Linked DNA regions of Mus musculus: region 1 is linked to region 2. The links are chromatin contacts, called in public Hi-C maps. All regions are on one chromosome and are shown on one strand. Each heading gives the region's core, a stretch centred on a gene start, on an enhancer-like site or on the middle of the called end of the contact. The rest is flanking DNA. Distances are from core to core; before and after follow the strand shown. Region 1 holds the start of Gm51286 (predicted gene, 51286). Region 2 has its middle 18 kb from the start of 1700019J19Rik.

What was found. A called contact is a pair of places that touch in the nucleus more often than the background predicts.
Region 1: a contact with region 2 is called in a Hi-C map of pre-pro-B cells, with 1.7 times the contacts expected there. The contact joins two enhancer-like sites. A contact is called at or near these places in 1 of 15 datasets of contacts at CTCF or cohesin (CD8 T cells), 10 of 484 Hi-C or Micro-C datasets (Th1 cells, muscle stem cells, nephron progenitors and 4 more) and 3 of 115 datasets of contacts at active chromatin or transcription factors (the 230-238 cell line, CD8 T cells and stem cell-derived neural progenitor cells).

The regions. Positions count from the first base shown.
Region 1 is chr9:14,173,601-14,181,134 of GRCm38.p6, forward strand. It overlaps Gm51286 (predicted gene, 51286), which reads right to left and starts at 6,472; the gene lies at 6,427-6,472. Within about 2 kb of position 1,916, at least 171 of the 459 cell types and tissues checked have an H3K27ac peak or open chromatin away from gene starts, as enhancers often do. A contact at or near this core is called in muscle stem cells and pre-pro-B cells, where this site is marked.
Region 2 is chr9:14,069,005-14,075,695 of GRCm38.p6, forward strand. No RefSeq gene overlaps it. Among named protein-coding and RNA genes, the nearest start is that of 1700019J19Rik, 18 kb to the right of the region's middle. Within about 2 kb of position 5,372, at least 62 of the 459 cell types and tissues checked have an H3K27ac peak or open chromatin away from gene starts, as enhancers often do. A contact at or near this core is called in muscle stem cells and pre-pro-B cells, where this site is marked.

The sequences.
Region 1 (7,534 bases), core at 666-3,165, 100 kb after region 2:
CGCCGCAGGCGTGATGGTTCTTTGTTTTAAGAAAACATCTGTATTTTAGCTGGGTAGCAGGTTTTGAGCGGAGGTCTAAAAGAGCCATCTTCGAGGATGATCCAGTCCAGACCGGAATCAAAGAGGGAGCTGGGTGAAACGAAAGCGCTGGCAGGCCTCTAGCCAGCACTCTCTGCTCCACTCTCTGCTCCTGTGCAGGACTTTGGTCACTGGTCCTCTGGCATCTCTTGCTCCTCCTCTCCCCAGCAAGGGTGCCAATGCCTAGAAGTGCTGCAGCGTGCCGGGACTCTAACTTGCTGGAGTTACAGTGAACCAGCAAGGGCACCTGGCCCTCTCTGGCCCAGGATTCTCCCCTTGCAAATCTCTAAGCTCAAGCCAGGAAAGAACACCACCACGTTTTTCTTGGCTTTTTATGGGGTGTTGATCCAAGGATCTGTTTTTACATTTGAATGTGGCAGTTAACTGTAGCATAATAGATTGCAGACCTTAGAGAAAAGATTGCCTGGAGGCTGCTGCAGAGAAGAGAGGGCTGGCTGTACAGAACTGCACTGTCAGCTGGTTCTAGCTGGGCACTCAGCCACCACGCCTTTATTTTTAAAGGAGTCATTGACCTTCCACAGGCCTGTATTAAAGTGGGGTGCGGGGAGGATGCTGCCAGGCACGGTGGGATTGGAAGAGACCTCTCAGAGTCTGGGAAGCTTTGGGGTTTTTTTAGTCTGTTTACTGTCATGGAAATTCTGAGTGTGACTTAGAGGCCTCTCTGGCTTCGAGCCAGGTGGAAAGGTTTCACAGGGTGGGGTGGGGGTGGGTGGATAAAAGCAGGGATTCAACTGGGAAAAGACCAGAGTGGAAAAGCAGCTGTCTTGGCTCAGCCCCTAGAAGGATGCAAAGGACCAGTACCCAGTGTGAAGACAGGAGATGAATGAGACCCTGCAAGGTGAAGGACCCTGTACCACTGTCAGAGGGCACCAGGCTTGGTCAACTGCTGAGAACCTGTTAGAAACTGATTGCGGTGTGGGTGGGCTTGATAAACACACCTCTGTTCATTCATTCATTCATTCATTCATTCATTCATCCATTCATTCATCCATTCTGCAAACAGTCTCTAGAACCTACTGTGTTTGAGACACACTGTGTTCACAGAGGTGACAAACACTTTCTAGGCCTCCCACTCCATGGGACAGTTCAGCAAACACAGCTGCTCTGAATGATGTAGGTGGAAAGGGACCAGAGCTACTCTGGGAAGGGAAAAGAGACAAGTCTCAGATCCTCAGTGCGCATGCCCTCTTCAGAGCACCCAGGTTCATTACCTCAACCAGGAGTGGGATTGCTACTAATCTTGTGCTGAGGAGTCAAGTGAGTTAGTGTCTTCCCTGAAATTGCTGTCAACTGCAAAAGACACATAGGCTGTGAGTGTCCCTTCACTTGTGAGTATTGCTTTTTAAGGAGCTTCCATTGAGACCTCTGACAAAGGCAGTGGTGCCCTGCCAGAGGAAGCAGGCTGGGAAGGGACTTGCAGAAGACTGGCTTCCTAGAAACACAGATGTCACTAAGGTAGGCAGGCTGCTAGCCCTGAGCTTTAAGGCATTCTGGAACTGAAATGGAGGTGGAAACCATCTGGCAGGATAGGAAACTGAAAGTTCACGGCTCAGCCACCACAGCCTTGCTTCCCTGGCCTGTCTAGGCTCCCCACAAGCATGGACTTGTTTTCTGTTAAGATCTCTGGAGTGTGTGTGTGTGTGTGTGTGTGTGTGTGTGTGTATTTGTGTGTGTGCATGTGCATGCTCGTGCACGCTCATGCACCTATTTTATTAACAGCCTGAAGAGAAATAGCACGTGGCAGCTTGGTGAGCTAAAGAGGTCAGAGAACAGATGCAAAGTGAAGGGGCAGCTATGGAGCTGCTCCTGGCTGGCTGCCAGAGCCACTACTATTTTTTTTTTTCTGGCCAATAATCGTAGTGCTTGAAGATGATGAATACCTTTAGAGTTGCAGGGGCGGGGGGCTGGCTCCTTGGACAGCTTATTAACAGCAACACTGACAAACGGGATGGTAGGGGTGAACTTGATATCCCCTAGTGTGCGGGCAGCACAGTAATGTCGTGCTGTGGTTCTTTAGTTCAGCGAGCCTGAGAATTTGAAGATGTTCTGAACATGACCCTCCCACCACTCCTCCCCATAACTCAGACGAAGCACCAGAGAAAAAGCAAGCCACTGTATCAACTGTGTGGAGTTTCAGCTTTCTTGTTTGCTTGTGTGACTTCAGGCTTTCCTTATGGAGATAAGCAGAGCTCTGACTACATCAGGCAACTTGAGGTTTTATGTATACCAGAATAAATATATTTCCCAGCTGTCTTTTTTTTTTTTGTCTTAGAAAACACAGTCTTATAGAACATTGAGCAACTTAGAACAGGGTTTAGTCTGATCTCAACAATCATTCAGGGAATTTCAAATTAAAACGACATTGAGATTCTGTCTTATTCCAGTTAGAGTGGCTGGTGTCGAGAAAACTGACAACATCTGGGGAAGATGTGAGGAGAGGGCAGCTCTAATTCACTGCTGTCAGGAATGCAAACTGGTGCAATCATTAGGAAAATCACTAGGAAGTTTCTAATTAAAATATGATCCAGCAATACCACTCCTGGGCATAGACCCAAAGGACTCCACATACTACCACAAAGAGATCTGCACACCAGGCTTCGTGCTGCTGGATTCACAATAGCAAGGAGATGGGATCAGCCATCAACAGAGGACGAGATGACGAAAATATACACATACACAGTGGGGTTGTATTCAGCTGCACTGGAGGTGAGATGAAAATCTGGGGAAACTTAATGGAAATGAAAAGGACTATACTGAGGTGACTCAGCCTCAAAAACGACAAGAACCACATTCTCTCTCATATGCTAAGCCTAGTCTGACACGTGTATGTAAGTGTGTGTAAAGCACACACACACACACACACACACACACACACACACAAAACCTAGGAAGGAGATGAAGACAGGATCAAAAAGATGCTGAAGAGGGGGATCAGAGCAAATGGACCCATGACATCAAAGTGGGTCGGAGGTTATGGGAAGAGGCTACGGTTTGGGGGAGGGGAGTGGGGGGGAGGATGAGTGGGAGAAGAATCTACTAATACCAATTCTGCTTGGAACACTACAATGACTACTCTTACTATGTATGTAAAGTTTTAATTACACACACACACACACACACCAGAAGGATCATTATACAAGGCAGGGCAAAACACAAGGGCAAATGTTAAGGGCTTACGTTTGGCTGGCTGGACCCTTATCACAGTATATTCTAGTTTCTGCTTGGAGACAGTAACCCCACAGAAGGAAAAGAGAGCAGGAAGATAAGTAGTAGCCAGGGAGAGCACGGCAGAGCAGGAGGCTAGCTCCTCAGCTTCCAATGCCCCAGTGGGAGGCTCCATTTTCATTTTGGCTTTTTGTTTGTTTGTTTGTTTGTTTTGTTCTCTTTTGCTTTTAGCAGATCACACACCCTCCTGTCAACAACGGATTGCACCTAGCAGTCTTCAGCTCTGCTTTCCTCCAAGGTGACAGTCCACAGTCCTCCGCCTCTCCCCTTTCCTGCCCACCCTTCCTTCTTCCACCAGGACCAGAGTGTGGCTCAGAAGCAAGTGCTGATCGCCAAGCAGAGTTCTGCTTTGTAGTTCGTTCACACCTTTCATCCCACAGTTTCAAAGCAGAGTACAAATGTTAACTTGTCCTCAGACACCCCAGGACAGGCAGGTAGGTGGCATGTGCTATTATCATCATGTTTTATGGATGTAAACCAGGCACGGAGCCATGAACCTGCTGGAGCCCTTGTGGGGAATAATTGTATGTCCAGGAACCTACATCAAGCCACCAACCATAGACCATTCCAGCTGAAACACCACAAGTGTTAGCTCTCTAATTGATAGCCCCTGCTTTCTTCTTCTCTTGGAGTCTGAGGTCTCTTGTAGTCATAGAAATGGGTCCTGCAATCTGCTAAAATCAAAATGCAGGGTGACAAGTCTTGGAAACAATGCTTGACAGGCAAGCACGAGAATATGAGTTCATTCTCCCAGGACCCATGTGAAAAAAAAGCTGGTCCTTGTGGCCCGTGGTCATAATCCCAGTGGCAGAGAGGTAGAGACCACGGACTTGTGAGACAGCCAGACCAATCTACTTGGTGAGTTCTGGGCCAATGAGAGACTCTGTCTCAAAAAAGCACTGAGGAATAATACCTGAGCTTGTCCTCTGGAACACACATGCACACACACACACACACACACACACACTTTTATAAATACAAACTATCTTCCACTACTCTTCTCTTAAAATAAGCCAGAAGATAAATTAAATCAGCCCCCACGTACATAGATGCTTAGCATATATGGTAATTTGCCTAGAAATATCAGTTTGCCTGGGTCAGTATAATCTGAAGTTGGACAATCTGTAATAGTTTGTGCCCTCCCCACTGTTCCTACAGGTGCCACTTTAAGAAGAATGGTTCCTAACTGCTATGTGGTCATAATATATTAAATATATATTTCACATCTGTATGGATACTTATTCAAACCATACAGAGGTGAACCAGGGACCCAAGGGTTTGTCTGACATTATAAGAGAGCCTAGTCCTAAAGGACCCTCTCTTTCTCTCTCCTCCCTCCCTCTCTCCCTCCCTCCCTCCCTCCCTCTCTCTCCTCTGTTTTTTATTTTGTTTTGGTTTTTTTGTTTTGTTTTGTTTGGTTTGGTTGGTTGGTTGGTTTTGTTTTTGGGTTTTTTTTTTTGTTTTTTTTTTTTTGTTTTTTTTTTTTTTTTGTTAAACAAGGTATCATGCGGCCCATGCAGACCTCCAATTCCTTATGTACCCAAGGCTGGCTTTGAACTTCTGATCCTCCTTGACTCCACCACATCCCACATGCTAGGATTGCATCACCATGCACAGCTACAAAGCATTATTTAAACGGAGAGGGAGAGGTATGTGTCTTTAATGTTAGAAAAATAATTGCACTTCTGTTAGATGGACAAAGAAAGACAAGTAGGCAGGCTGGGGAGGGATGTACACTGAGCTATGGAGAACCAAGGCGTGAGCTGCTGCTGGGTGCAAGTGGGCACCTATATGACTGAATACAGATTATAAATGGCTCCAAAATTCTACTCTGAACCGTGCCATCCAGCACATGTCTTAGGTGTCCCTGCAGCCTTTACTGCAGCCTTTATAGCACATCTCCCTCTTTACCCTGAGACCAGAAACGTTCTGCCAGGGTTCAGCAGCCAGGTGCAGCTTGTGTGTCTGAGGCCACAGAACATTGACTGAGCCACTGCTCCTTACAGTTCTAGGCTCTCCTTAGTACAACAGGGCTGTTTGTTCCCTCAGCCGCGCAGTAACTTCTTCATAAATGTGGTTTCGACTGGGGTAGCTTTTCTAATTATTATATCAGCCACCAAATCTCCTCTGCCTTTTATATCTTTTCTGATATTGAACATAAAATCCTCAGAGCCAGCGAGTTATATGTCTTGACTGATTTTATTTTGAGACATGGTCTCACTACGTTTCCCAGCCTGGACTTGAAAGCACTCTGTATGTAGCACAGGCACGCCTTCTTTGAACTTGCAATCACCCTGCCTCTGCCTCTTGAGTAGCTGGGATTTCAGGTGGGTACTACCAGGTCCAGTTGCAATTGCCTCTTACTCTAGTTGTCTTAAAAATAGCACAGTATTGGCTGTGGCAGCCCGGAGTTCTGGAGCTGGCATAAGTGGCACAGTAGCAAACACTCTGATTCTCAGGGCCATGCTATCTCAGGCCTTCTGAAATCCTGGGATGTTAACGGTGTGCGCACACGAGAGGTGTGTGTGTGTGTGTGTGTGTGTGTGTGTGTGTGTGTGTGTGTGTGGTGTGTGTGTGTGTGTGTTGGAGGGGTGTGAGTGACACCAGCTACCCTGCTTAAAGGGCACTAACAAATCTCGTGCAGGAAAGGGAAATTCAAGTAGGCACTGTATACTTTGGGAAAGTACACAGCACACACTAAACACTTTTTAGAAATGAGAGAGTTGACATCTGGATCAATCAAGGGCAGCTGTAAAGCACCTCGTCATTGTCATTGCCAGGCTGCTTACCTGCAGATAAAGAGCAGCATTCTGCAGGCGTCTAGTTCCAAGGAGACTGGGAAGCTAGAGGAGAGCAGGACATCTCAAAGACTGGAAGCCAGCTGAAAGTGTGCTTCCCTGGGGGGGGGGGGGGTCCTCAGACAGTCAGTGAGCCTGCCACTGTCTATAGAGGAGCAGCTACACTGTCTCTCAGGTTATCCAGCCTGTCTCTGCAGTCCCAGACAGTGCTGCCTCATGCCTGAAGCTGGTGGCCACTTGGCAGCAATCCCATGGATTCTCACAACCCCCTCACACTGGCTAGCCTGTGTCTTGGACACAGACTCTGTGCTTCTCAGGGGACTATAACCAGACACTCATCTAAGACTCAAAACTGCCATGTGTGCTGGTGGGGCAAACTGGGGAGATGAGTAACTCCTGACACGTAGAGAAAGTTAGCTTATGTTTGTTACTTAAGCAAGCCCAGGTGAACATTTTCTTCCACACACAGTTATCCTTCTAAGGAATATTGGTGCCAGATCCCCACAGATACCCAAGTCCACAAATGTCCATGAGTTTTATATGAAAAGGGAACTGTATCTGTCTAAAATCTATAGTACCAGGCAGGTCCAATCTGCAGCCCCATGTGGTATTTGCTCCAGGGTAGTTACAGATGTGCCCTTGTATGCTTGTAGATGACAAGGTCTTATGGCAATACTCAAGGTACAAGCATGTCCTCTTGTACACTTATCATCTCTAGGTTACTTAGGACACTCTGATCATGGAAATGTGGGGCAAACAGCTGTCATGTTATTTAGGAAGGAGTAGCAAGAGTCTGTCTACATTCACTGCAGATGTAATTTTCCCATATTTTTGATCCACATTTGGTTGGATTCACAGATGAAGAACCCAGAGATATGTAGGGTTGCCTTCGTCAAGGGGAGGTAGAAGTCTTCATATCCCACTTGAGTCAACAAGAACAGTCCAAACCCTTTCCCCAGGAGCAGGGCAGAACTAGGCTCTGAGCAGTGGGGATTTTACAGCGCTTGGGAAGGGAGACTGGATTTAGGAACAAAACACACATTAAGTGGAGGCCTTTAAAGATCATAAAAAGCTCTAAGGACTTAAGCTTCATTACCTTTGTGGGAAAGCTGTTCAGATATCCTCTCCCTCCCTCCTTCCCTTCCCCTGTCTACCCCTCCCTCCCTCCCACTTTCTTCCCCTCCCTCCCTCCCTCTCTCCCTCCTTCCTCCCCCTATCCTCCCCTCCCCCCCTCTAGTTTCCCCCCTCTGTCTTTTGCTCTCATTTCTGGTTCCTCTGACTTGGGAGATATTTGTATAGCTCAGCTTTATTTTCTGGAGTGGTCTTAGCATCTGTCCTGCTGGGACTCTTGACGAGCACAGAGAATCCCTGCTGGCACTAGAGGAAGAACTCAGAACAGAATACAGATTTAT
Region 2 (6,691 bases), core at 4,122-6,621:
GGTTCTTTTCCACTCCTTTCAATGGTCTCGTCTTGATGTATGCCCACTGGAGACCACACTTTCACACTGCAGCCACAGTGGGTGGGGCATTGTCTTCTATAAATTATAGTCTGGGGGCTGTGGAGACAGACTGATCCTGGGGGCTGTGGAGACAGCCTGATCCGTAAACTGCTGTACGAGCATGGGCATTGGAGTTTGGATACCCAGCACCAGGTAAAAACCAAGCCACTGGTGTAGCTCCTATGCTAAGGGGCAGGGACTGGGGAGGACACAGATAGAACCTCAGAGTCCATGAGCTAGCTAGCCTAGCCAAATCATGAGTTCCAGGTCCAACGAGAGACCTTGTCTCACAAAAACATAAGCTGAAGGGCTGGTGAGATAGATCGGCCAGTAAAGGCATTTGCCGCCACGCCTGAGAACCTGAGTTTGATCCCTGGGATCCAGGGGGAAAGAGAGAAACAGATTCTTCAAGTTGCCCTTTGACCTCCGCATGAGTGCCTTCATATTCACAGACACACAGACACACTGACACACCGACACATACACACAGAGGTGGGGGGAGAAGGGAGTTTATTTCCATAGGGTGGATGTTGGAGAAGGCTGATAAAATACTGATTGTTTTAAAACCTTTTCAAATATGTTTCAGAGGACATGAAAGTTCTCTGAGAACAACTCCAGCCTTAAGCTAACGGTAGGAAAGCCCACTGGTTGAATATGTTAAAGCCAGAGTTAATGTCATCATTCCTTATCTTGGTTTCTCAACTATTAATAAAAGAATTCTGAGCAATGCTTCTCTCCACTTGGCACTGTGTAGGTGAAAAGGGCTCTGAGATTTCTTTCCATGATGAGAAGGACAAGTTTTTTATTAGCTTTAAAAGGAAGATTCGTGTCACGTGCTTTTAAGCCACAGTCTCTGGCACACTGCTGTCAGGGCCTGTTCCCATGTGGACTGCTTACATAAAGCATACAGCCATCACATACCCCGAAGGCTTCCTGGTCTGTGCATGGGTGGAAGAATGTGGAAAAAGAATCTCTTCTTCCCAGAATAGCTTGTTGGTCTCATCCTGATTCCTAGAATCCTGTTAACCCAACATGCTCTAATTTTTGTTTGATACAGGATGCTAGTTTCAGAATAAGAAGGAGAGTGTGGGCAGTCTGGTATGTACCAAGCTGTGAATTAATATCAGATTCCCCCAGGAGTATTTTTTTTTTTCTGATAGGGAAAAGAAATCCCAAATCCCTGAAGTAAAAACAGTTAAGAAAGCAAAAAGCAAAAGGGGAAAGATGTTGACCAGCCATATGCCCCTCTACCAAGCCATGTGTCAGGGGGTTCTTGCTTGTGGAATGTGTCGCCCAAAGCTCCAAAAGTGTTATGTAGATGTGTAGTAAGAGACCTACCTGGCCCTGTGAATGTGTGAAGGGTGGTAGGTCTAGCAGGAAGGAGAATGGAGGTAATAGTGTGGCCTGTTTTCTTCCCTGTATCAAGAGTGTGTGTGTGTGTGTGTGTGTGTGTGTGTGTGTGTGTATCCACACTTATGTGTATTCATTAAGAAATACATGCTTAGCACAGATACACTAAAGCTGAGGGAACCCTTGGAGTAGCAAAATCTTTCTGACTAGAACTAAAATTCTCTATTATCTAGAATCTGACAGGGACTCGATTACTGCCATCCAGGGTAACCTGGGAAAAACAAGTTACAGATCTAAGCTGGGTGTATACCCTCAGCAAAGCATGGAAGCCTGCACAGTTCAAATTTCTGCATATCTATAGACAGGGTGGGACTCTGGGGAATCTCTTTACATTCCTATCTCCAAATCTTAATGGTGCCCGAGAGACCAACAAGAAGCACCTTGCTCTTTGCCTGGACACAGGTGGGCATTGATCACAGCTGAAAGGCACGTGTCATAGTTCTACTGTTAGACTCTGATGATTTGGCTATAGACATCCCTGGTAGGGATGTAACCGCAAAGAGCCTGATTCTCTCCTCATCTTAGCAGCCTGAAGAAAACATGCTAGAGGGCAGTCCTTCACCCTGCCTGTCTGTCCAGGAGCTGTTGCTGGAAAGTGCTTGCTTTTCTTTGACTGAGTGGTTTGGGTTACCTGTCCTGCAGAGAGCAATCCAAAAACATCGAGTCATCTGTTGAGGAGACATTTTAGCACACAGCTGGCTGGCTCCAAGCACAGACATTGCAGAACTAAGTGCAAAGAACGACACTGAGTTGGGTGGTACACACTGTGTCTCAGCCTCACCAGTACCCATGTGTGTGTGTGTGTGTGTGTGTGTGTGTGTGTGTGTGTGTTGGGCGGAGGCACTTATAGAAAGGTTTCAATATGCCAGTGATTAACAGTGTGAGGAGAAAAGGAGAGGGAAGCCCTAGACAGCATCAACATTCTCCAGGTGGCCCTTATGCATGAAGGGCCTCCATTCTACTACAGTGCACACAATTGTTGAGAGACAGAGAAGAAAGACTGGGCTCTTACCATGTGGTGGGGACTGCAGGGGAGGTAGCAGGGTCCTTTCTGGGGCCTTCACTTGGGTAGGATATACTGCTTATATGTTCCTGCATCTTGTCTTAATTATGAGACTGAAAAATACCAATCTTATAATCAGAATAAACGGTAGCCCAGGATACTAGCAAAGTAGGGTCAACTTAGAGAATCAAGCAATGTGCCTAGAAAGAGTGGATTTGGAATAAAAATTTTAAAAAGTTCATTCATTCACTCATTCACATTTATTAAAATTCTACTATGTATCTATGCACTATGCACCCTGCTTGGGGTGCACGGGGAAGGGCATTACTGTAGTTTCTGCAGAGCATGCAGCCTGCTCAATTCAGACTGAAGGTCTGACAAGATCAAATAGATGGAGTCCCAGGCAGCATGAGGCTCGGTGAGCGAGTCACATGGCAGATAGGATCTATTGTACATGGGGCATGATAGCTACTGTTTTTATTGTCATGACAGAATGCCTGCCCAAAGAAACTTGAGAAAGAGGAGGTTTACTCTGCTAACTATGAGGGTGTGGTCCATGGTGACAGGAAGACGTGGTAACAAAAGCATGAGGCTCTGGTCACACCGAGTCCTCTCAGAACAGGAGCAGTGGACCTGCTGCCGGGATGTCTTCTCCCCTTTGCTCAGTCAGGACCCTGCCCAGAGAATGGCGCTGCACATGTTCCAGAGAAGTCTTCTCTACTCAGCTAAACCTTTCTGGAAACATCCTTGTGCACACACAGAGTCTACCATGATTCTAAATCCAGCCAAACTAGAGATGCAGATCCACCATTGCAGGGAATAATAATAAAGCAAGCAGCATGGTGTTGGTTTAAACACAAACATAGAATCAAATTGATAACCAGGCATAAACACATACACCTATTGACACCTGGTTGTATGTGTACATATATATAAACATATATATGTGTGTGTATACATATATATATGTAAATAGATAGATAGATAGATAGATAGATAGATAGATAGATAAAATCACACGTTAGAAATAAGAAAGCATCTTTAACAGATGGTGCTGGTCAGACTAGATGTCTGAATGTATATGAACCCAAATAGATCCATAATTACCCATCCACAAAACTCAACTTCAAAAGGAACAAAGACCTCAACATAAAACAGATACATGGAACCTGATAGAAGATAAAGTGGGGATTAGCCTTGGACTCATTGGCACAGGCTTTCCAAACAGAACACCTTCAGCATAGGCACTAAGATCAATAATTAATAAATGGGACCTCATAAACATAGTCTAATTCTGAACAGCAAAGGTTACTGTCATTTGGACAAAACAGCTGGCCATACAATAGGAAAGGTTGGTTTTTTTGTTGTTGTTGTTTTTCCAACTCCACATCTAATAGAGGGCTAATATCCAAAGTATACAAAGAACTCGAAAAAGTAGATATCAAACAAACAAACAACAACAAAACTATTAAAAATGGGGTACAGATCTAAATAGAGATTTCTCAAAAGAAACAACTCAAATGGCTGAGAAACATATTAAGAAATTTTCAGTATCATTAGCCATAAAGGAAGTACAAATGAAAACTACTTTGAGATTTCATCTTACAGCTGTTAGAGAGTTTAAGATAAAAAAAAAAAAAAAACCAAACCAAACCAAACAACAAAAAAACAAAAAATGAGAGCTCATGCTATCAAGGATGTAGAGTAGGGGGGAGCACTCGTCCACTGCTGGTGGGAATGAAAACTTGTACAGCTACTTTGGAAATCAGTGTAGATGGGAATTGATCTACCACAATGAAATTCACAGACAAATTGATGAAACTAGAAAAAAAAATCATCTTGAATGAGGTAACCCAGACCAAGAAAGACAAATATAGTATGCATTAGTTTATATGTAGATTTTATCTGTTAAGTCAATGATAATCAGGCTAAAATCCATAGACCCTCAGAGATTAGGCATAGAGTAAGGGGCTAGGATACAGATCCATTTCCGTGGCTAAAGGAAATAGGATAGATAGTTATCAATGGATAGGGGAGGGCTGGAAAGGAAAGGAATATGGGAAGAAACAGTTAAAATTTATTAAAACCTAATACAATTGAAGCTTCCTAAAATATACTCATAGATGAACATGATCTAAAAGAAATCATGAAATAATGGTGAAGAAAGAACTCCAACTAGCCATCTCTTGTCACTAAATGAAGCACTGCTTGTGTCACCAAGAACCTGAGACTAGACAGCCCAGGAACATAGGGTAAAACAAAATACTAGATACTAGATCTTTGTTCTAGAACTAACCAGTACCCCAGAGCTCTTGACTCTAGCTGCATATGTATCAAAAGATGGCCTAGTCGGCCATCACTGGAAAGAGAGGCCCATTGGACACGCAAAATTTATATGCCCCAGTACAGGGGAACGCCAGGGCCAAAAAGGGGGAGTGGGTGGGTAGGGGAGTGGGGGTGGGTGGGTATGGGGGACTTTTGGTATAGCATTGGAAATGTAAATGAGCTAAATACCTAATAAAAAATTAAAAAAAAAAAGAACAAAGCAGTAGTATAGCCCTCAATGACACTCTGCTATACTCGTAACTCTGTGCCTTGCCCAAGCGTCCTCAGAGAGGTTTCTCCCTAGAGAAGAAGGGAAAATCAGAGACCCACAGCCACATACCATCCAGAGAGTGGGAGTGTGGAACACTCATGCTTTAACAGCACATCTCCATCAAATTCCTCCCCTCAGGGCTGTGGTAGAGGGGGCAGAAAGAGTGTAAGGGACAGAGATAATGGAGGACACCAAGAAATGAGGCCCTCTAAATCAACAGAATCCACGCACATATAAGCTCACAAAGATAGAAGCAGCGTGCATGAGGCCTGCATGGCTCTGTGCCACGTGGGGTCTTAGAACTGAAAGGAGAAGTGGACACATGGCGTCATCACTAACCCAGAAGTTATCAACCCATTTGATAACCACTTGCAATTTAGTTTCCTCCAAGGAAGTCTCACTAGGGAAACTAATTATGACTAAGGTGGCTGCGTGCCCAGCAGTAAATGCCAACAGAAAATGAACTCAGTGGTAACAGTTGAGGTTCCTTGTCTCACAACGTCTCATCAGGGTGCTGGGGGTTTTGTGGTTGTTTTTGTTTTTTTTTTTGAATTATCTTCTTTTTAATCCTAATTTAATTCTTTATGTTTATTTTTTCTCTCTTTTTATCATACAGGTCTTTTTCATATATACTGTGGCTTCCAGTTTAAGGTTTGCATGAAATTCGTGAGTGTGCAGATGAACCGGTCTCATTATTCTATTTTATTATTATCCCTTAAGAAGCCTGTTTGTTTCTTAATGAGAGGCAGAAATGAGATGGATCCTGATGGGAAAAGAGGTAGGGAGAAATAGGGAGGAGTAGAAAGAGGAGAAATAGGGAGGAGTAGAAGGAGGAGAAGTAGGGAGGAGTAGAGAGAGGGGTAATGGGAGGAGTGGAGGGAAGAGGTAATGGGAGGAGTAGAGGGAGGAGGAACTGGGAGGAGTAGAGGGAGGAGGAACTGGGAGGAGTAGAGAGAGGAGGTAATGGGAGGAGTAGAGGGAGGAGTTAATGGGAGGAGTAGAGGGAGGAGGATCTGGGAGGAGTAGAGGGAGGAGGAACTGGGAGGAATAGAGGGAGGAGGAACTGGGAGGAGTAGAGGGAGGAGGAACTGGGAGGAGTAGAGGGAAGAGGTAATGGGAGGAGTAGAGGGAGGAGGAACTGGGAGGAGTAGAGGGAGGAGGAACTGGAAGAAGTGGAGGAAGGAGGAATTTGGAGGAGTAGAGAGAGTAGGAACTGCAACCAGGATACAGTATATGAACAAAAACCCATTTTTCAACAACATCATCATCAACAACAACTAAAATAAAATAATAATTTAAAAAGAAGGCGGTCTGTAACCTGGGCCTTCCTCCCAGGTCCCTGGCAAACAACACGTTTTGGAGCACTGGATCACCCTGGCCTTGTAAGCAACTTCTGAGTGAGATCCTGGGCAGTAGAACAGTTTAGGACAATCCTACCCAGCCAGCTCTTTTCACTGCTGGACACTGAGCACAATGCAAGGACACTCGCTGAGCCAGCAGCTGGGGACGCTGGCACACAGTGCAGGCTTCTCTCATTTGCTGGCCACATGCCCAGGACATCAAGCTGCTCTCTAAGTGATATCAGTCAAAGTGGGGCAGGATAACCCCACCTGTCTCTAAAC